Regions from separate parts of the Sus scrofa genome. Here region 2 is linked to region 1. A link is a contact called in public HiChIP or PLAC-seq data. All regions are on one chromosome and are shown on one strand. The core of a region is the stretch at or near the end of the contact, and the rest is flanking DNA. Distances in the headings are between cores, read along the strand shown. Region 1 holds the start of ANKRD12 (ankyrin repeat domain-containing protein 12). Region 2 holds the start of NDUFV2 (NADH:ubiquinone oxidoreductase core subunit V2).

Evidence for each region. HiChIP or PLAC-seq counts read pairs in DNA pulled down with a chosen protein or histone mark.
Region 2: a contact with region 1 is called in an H3K27ac HiChIP or PLAC-seq map of alveolar macrophages. The contact joins the promoter of NDUFV2 here to the promoter of ANKRD12 in region 1. A contact is called at or near these places in 2 of 5 promoter capture datasets (fetal liver and liver), 10 of 47 Hi-C or Micro-C datasets (adipocytes, embryonic fibroblasts, fetal liver and 5 more) and 2 of 2 datasets of contacts at active chromatin or transcription factors (alveolar macrophages and skeletal muscle).

What each region holds. Positions count from the first base shown.
Region 1 is chr6:98,813,185-98,816,054 of Sscrofa11.1, reverse strand. It overlaps ANKRD12 (ankyrin repeat domain-containing protein 12), which reads left to right and starts at 1,328. Exons shown (of 12, transcript XM_021096065.1): 1 at 1,328-1,660.
Region 2 is chr6:98,851,258-98,854,048 of Sscrofa11.1, reverse strand. NDUFV2 (NADH:ubiquinone oxidoreductase core subunit V2) reads left to right here and starts at 1,488. Exons shown (of 8, transcript NM_001097475.2): 1 at 1,488-1,591. The coding sequence starts at 1,538.

The DNA of each region.
Region 1 (2,870 bases), core at 79-2,578:
TGAAACTCGTTTACCTCTGTAGAAATAGCGAATGTTACAGCCACCTACTTCCTATGACAAGGAATCAACGATTTGAAGAGAAGTCAGAAAAGAGTTGGTTACTTGTATGTTTCTTTCCTTTGTATTTCAAGCCATAAATATCCAAATTAAATGTAACAGTGTTCCACTTCTAGCCACAAGGTGCTCTCTTACTAGTCATACTGAACCTGAATGTGGGAGAAATGAGGAACCTAGGAAAGGAAAAAATAATGATCTTTAATGCAAGTTTGTGCTTTATATAGTTATATGTTTGGATTCAGCTTCCTCCTGTCAAGTATGAAATACATCATATGCTGACTTAATGACATAAATTTGTAAATGCACTCATTAAGTCACAAAGGCAGCTGTAGTTTTAAAGGCCACAACCATAGGGAGAAGATGGTTTCCCTCCAATTACACAACCCTTTTGGTCGTTAAAGGCATGCGCAAATTCTCGCGGATTAACCTCGATGTAAATAAAAAACGTCCTGAAGAAACTCAGACTGAAATGGTTTCCCTCCGATTATGTAATCCCTTTGGTGGTTAAATAAGGGCATGTACAAATTGTCGCGGGTTGACCTCCCGAGGAAGTCAGGGTGCCGAGGCGGCGAGTTCTCCCCACGCGCTCTTCTACAGCCGGGCAGTTCCCGTGGGTGGCCTCTCGGAAAGGATAAATGCACTTAAACTCGTCTGATAAGGTCATCCGAAAGTGTCGATGGGGAGGGGCGTACTGCAAAGCCTATGCCATCCCCACAGGAGATGCACGCTGCCGCGCTTGCAGGACGCGCGCCCAGGGCCCCGCTTGGAGCAGGTGAGGGGTGCGGCTGGGGCCCGAGGGGTCCCTGCTCCCACAGGTGCGGCCGGCTGGCGCGCAGGCGCACTACGCCCGCCTGGCCGGACACCCGCCTCCGCCTCCAGCCGGCCCGCTGCTCGCTAACTCGGCTTCCCGCCCCGCAAAAATAACGTGTGAATACCCTCTGTGGACAGAGCCTCTTCTTCCTCGCCGCTGCCTCCGCCGCCATTTCCAGAAGTGGCCAGTCACAGCCACGGCCATGATCGCCGCTGGGCGCGACCTCCGCCCGCGCCGCTCCCCGCAGGGGTCCCTCCCTTCTGGGGCAGAAGACAGCGGCGCGCGGGGTTCCGGCCCGCACCCCCGCGTCCATTTGGTACGCCCCGCTCCCCGCCCCCGGCTCGGGAAGCTTCTCGCGGCGCCGCCACAGCGGCGGGCCCGGGGAGGGGGGTGGCGAGCGGAAGGGGCGGTGGGCGGGGGCGGGGCGGTCACGCCGCCCATCCCGTGCCCGCCGTGTCACGTGCCCGTGCCGCGGCCAATCGCCGGGCGGCGCTGTGCGGGGAGCGAGCAGGCTGTGGTGAGGGACGGCGGAGACCGGAGATGTTTTCGAGCCCGGCCTCGGCGGCGTTCGTGGCGGTTACGGCGACAGCGAAGACCACGACAGAGACGGCCGCGCCGAGGCCCTCGTACAGGGGGTAAACCCTCCTGCGCCGGCCGTGCCTTGGGTCCGTGAGGGCGAGGGGGGCGTGGCGACAGGCGAGGAGGAAGGAGGGGCGCGGTTTCGAGCCCCGGCCCCGGCGCCCGGGAGGAGCCCCCCAGTCGCGCCCGCTCCCGTCCCCTCGGCAGAGCGAGGTAGGTACGTGCCCGCCGCCCCGCCCACGCTAGCGGGACGGGGGCCGTAGTCGCTGCAGGCGGGAGCTGCTCGGGCGGGGGGGCGGGGGCCCGGGCGGACGGACGCCGCGCCGCTCCCGGAACATGGCGGGGCCGCGGAGCGTGTGCGTGCGAGGGTGCGCGGCGGGAGGGGGCGGGGCTGGGCGGGGCGGGGGGCGCGCCGGCCGGGGCCCTGCCGCCGGGTGCGCGGCGGGGTCGTGTCCGGGCGCGGCTTGGCGGGCGCGCGGGGCCGGGGCTTCTGGAGCTCGGCTGGGCTAACTCGGTGCGACGCCTGCTCCAGGATCCCCAAGCGTTGAGTAAACGCTGGTACAAAGAGGCCGCCGAAGCCTGGCTGACAGCTGTTTTAATAATAACAGGGAGGGACAGTTTAGCACGGGAAGTTGACACTCGCACCGGTCGAAACCGTAGGAAACCTTTCTAGCAGCGTACCCATCAAGATCGGTTTCCACTAGACTCCCGCGCCTACCTTGCCAACGCGGGGAAATGGGTTGGGGTCCAGGCATCTGGAACGCCTTGGAACCGCCTCTAATCTTCAAGTAGAAGTGGACCAGTGTTATTTTAAGACGGTTTATGTAAATTATAAAAGAAGGCGAACTGGTAAAATAACTACTTTAACATAAATTGACTGCTGATTAAAAACATATGCTTCTTTAGGCCCTTAAAAATCTTGAGCTCTGATCTGTTTCAGTTTCTTCAGTCGTTATACAAAGGGTTTCCTGGAGATTAGCTCAGAACTGGCAGAACATACGCTACATTGATGCCAAGTGGCTTAAAAAACAAAATGAGATAGTGTCGACTGTGTAAGATCAAGTCGTTGTATTAACTAGTCTTGTTGGGAAAAGTCTTTAATTTGGGCTAAACGCAAATACATGTAAAAATGTTCCGTAGGCAAGAGGGGACGGTTTTACTACTTAAAGATCATTTATAGTTGACACAAGCACTGACTCAATTTCTAAAGGTCCGCAGACGGTTGACTAAGTAAGGTCAAGCTTAACTATTCAGGGTGTGTGTTCTGTTTTAGAGATAGGAAGAGTGTTAAAGTGAAGTAAAAAATGTTAAGGAATATTCGTGGAAGGAAAAGAGTAGAAAAGCAGGATGCCTGTAATGTTCTTAATCTTTATGGTTTCCATAGTTGTTGTTAGGATGGTTTTATGAAAAAGCAGAGCTGGGA
Region 2 (2,791 bases), core at 239-2,738, 38 kb before region 1:
TCTGTGCTGGGTCTGTGACCTACACCACAGCTCACTGCAATTCCAGATCCTTAATCCACTGAGCAAAGTCAGGGATTGACCCTTCATCTTCATGGATGCTAATCAGATTTATTTCCACTGAGCCACGACAGGAACTCCTATTGAAGCCAGTTTAGAAGAAGCTAACTAGTATAAAAGACAAAGCAAAGGAATGGGAACCAAGGCATTTGGTGTGTCTATTTCTAGCTGGCTGGTAGCCCTACATGACTCGAATTCCCTAACTTGTAAAATATGATTCATAGGACTTGCTATGGGATATTTTAGAATTTTTTAAATAATGAGGGATTAAAAAACAAACAAACAAAAAAAACAAAAAACAAACCTGCACTAATGTGAAAGTTCCAGAAATCATTCAGAAGTATATTATGGCAAAGAAAAGAGGCAAAAAGAAGGGAGTGGGTACAGGACATAAAAGGAAAGGCCCTGAAGGGAGAAATCAAGAGGCAGTAAGCGCCTGGTACACCCTCCACAGCAGGAAACAGCACTCTACATATTATAGCTATTAGTGAATAAGCACTTGCTGGAATTTCCAAAGATGACCAAACAAACACCAAAAAGGAAGTGGCTTTTTTTTTTTTTTTTTGGAAAGTTTTATTATGGAAAAATTTCTAACATGTTCAAAGTACCGAGAATAGCAATGAGAACTACCACGCGGCTTCAAGTCATCACTCAGGGCCAATCTTGTTTCCTTTCTACCTCCCACTCTGCATTATTCCGAAGCAAATTCCAGATATCTTATTATTTTGCCCCTAAATATGTAAGCATGCATCCCTAAAGCAAAAGAGTGGGAACCAGGGCATTTGGTGTCCATGCCTAGCCCTCTGCGTGGCAGCCAGCCCTCTGTATCTTCAATTCTGCAAATTCTTCAATTTGTAAAATACGATTTATAGGGGGTTGCAACGAAATTTTTTTGTTTTTTAAGGAACTGCAATCAAAAATAAGGTTAGGAGTTCCCGTCGTGGCGCAGTGGTTAACGAATCCGACTAGGAACCATGAGGTTGCGGGTTCCATCCCTGCCCTTGCTCAGTGGGTCAAGGTTCCGGTGTTGCCGTGAGCTGTGGTGTAGGTCACAGACGCGGCTCGGATCCCGCGTTGCTGTGGCTCTGGCGTAGGCTGGCAGCTACAGCTCCGATTCGACCCCTAGCCCGGGAACCTCCATATGCCGCAAGAGCGGCCCAAGAAATGGCAAAAAGACAAAAAAAAAAAAAAAAAAGGTTAAATCCTGACAGGGCTCCAGTAGGGTAGCCCACCTCATAAACTCCGGTGCGCGGGGCCCCTAGGGGACAACGCCCTTCAGGGCGGGATACAAGGCAACACCCCCCGGGACCTGACCTCCTAGGGCGCCGGCGGGTTCTTGCAGCGGCCATTGGCCTCAGCCGTACCCGCGCGCCCCTGCCGCCCAGGGCGCGCAGGCTGGGCTCGGGGGCGCGCACGCCGTGCGTCCCGGCGCTCGCGATTCCTCCTGGCGCGGTCGGAAAGGCCCGCAGTTTGGCCCGCCATGTTTCTCACCGCAGCGCTCCGGGCACGGGCTACGGGCTTCACCGCCCAGTGGGTAAGGAGGCTCGAATGTGCGCCGGCGCTGCCGCTGCCCTCTCCCTCTCTCCCGGCCTCCTCTAGCGGCCGGCACAGGGCACGCCGGGCACGAGACGGCCTGCGGGCGACGGCAAGGACGCCGCGGCCTTCGCCCGCTCTTGAGGAGGCCGCGCGTCCGAGGACCTAGGGAGGGGCGGTGGGGAGGCCTCCTCAGGACGGGAGGCCCGAGTCAGTGCGCGGGGCGTCCCAGGGGCGTCTGGAACTCGGCGGGTGTCTCCTTGGGCCGCGGGAGGGCGGCACCGGCGTACCCTTGACTGCGACTGTGCTGCGTGTTGGAACCCAGGGCTCCCTGCACCTCGCACCCCGGGCGGCGAAGCCTCTGCCGGCTCCTGAGGTCTCAGAACGTCACGCTTTAGACAGCGACCTTGGAGCTCAGGCTGAAACACTCGCTTGCTCTGACTTAAAGATGAACATTCCAGAAATGACGATGATGATGACGGGGCGCTTACGGGAAAGAAAGCTTTCTTTACCTGCACCAGTAAAATAGAAAGGTTGAGTCAGTTTTCAGCCGAACGGAGGGGTTAGTGCACAGCAGTATAGGATGAGCGCAGGGCCTTGCAGTTAGACCTGAGTTTGGATGGAGGCTTCACCGCCTTTTCTAGTTTTGTGACTGGACTGTTCTCACTTGGTTTCCTCAGTTGTCAAATGGGAATATTTCAATTTGTAGAGTTTAGTCTTTCAGTAAAGTTTGAGATTCTACTGTTCCTGTTGGGTTCCAGGTGTCAAGGTGGAGAATAATGGTAGGTGTGACTGCTTTCTGTGCACCAAGCACTGTGTTATTTACCTTCAAAACCTAATTCGTGAGGTTGGTACTGTTACTTCCCCATATTACAGTGAAATGGATTTAGACAATCCCTGTTCTTGTAGAGTTGATAGTTTTATGGACTAGGAACTTAAGGTAGTAGGTATTGAATAGTGTAAAAGTATAGTTAGGTGACCCTTGAACAGATTTGTACTCAGTGGTCCACTTATAAGCGAGGTCCCCCCACCCCGTAGCAGTAAGTACAGTACTGCAGGATCCTGGGTATGGAGAAACCTCATATTTGGAGGTCTGACTCTTAAGTTATTATATTTGGATTTTCAGCTATTTCGAGGGTCCACACTTCTAACCCTTAGTATTGTTCAAGAGTCAGCCGTACAGTGTTAGAGATATGAATAA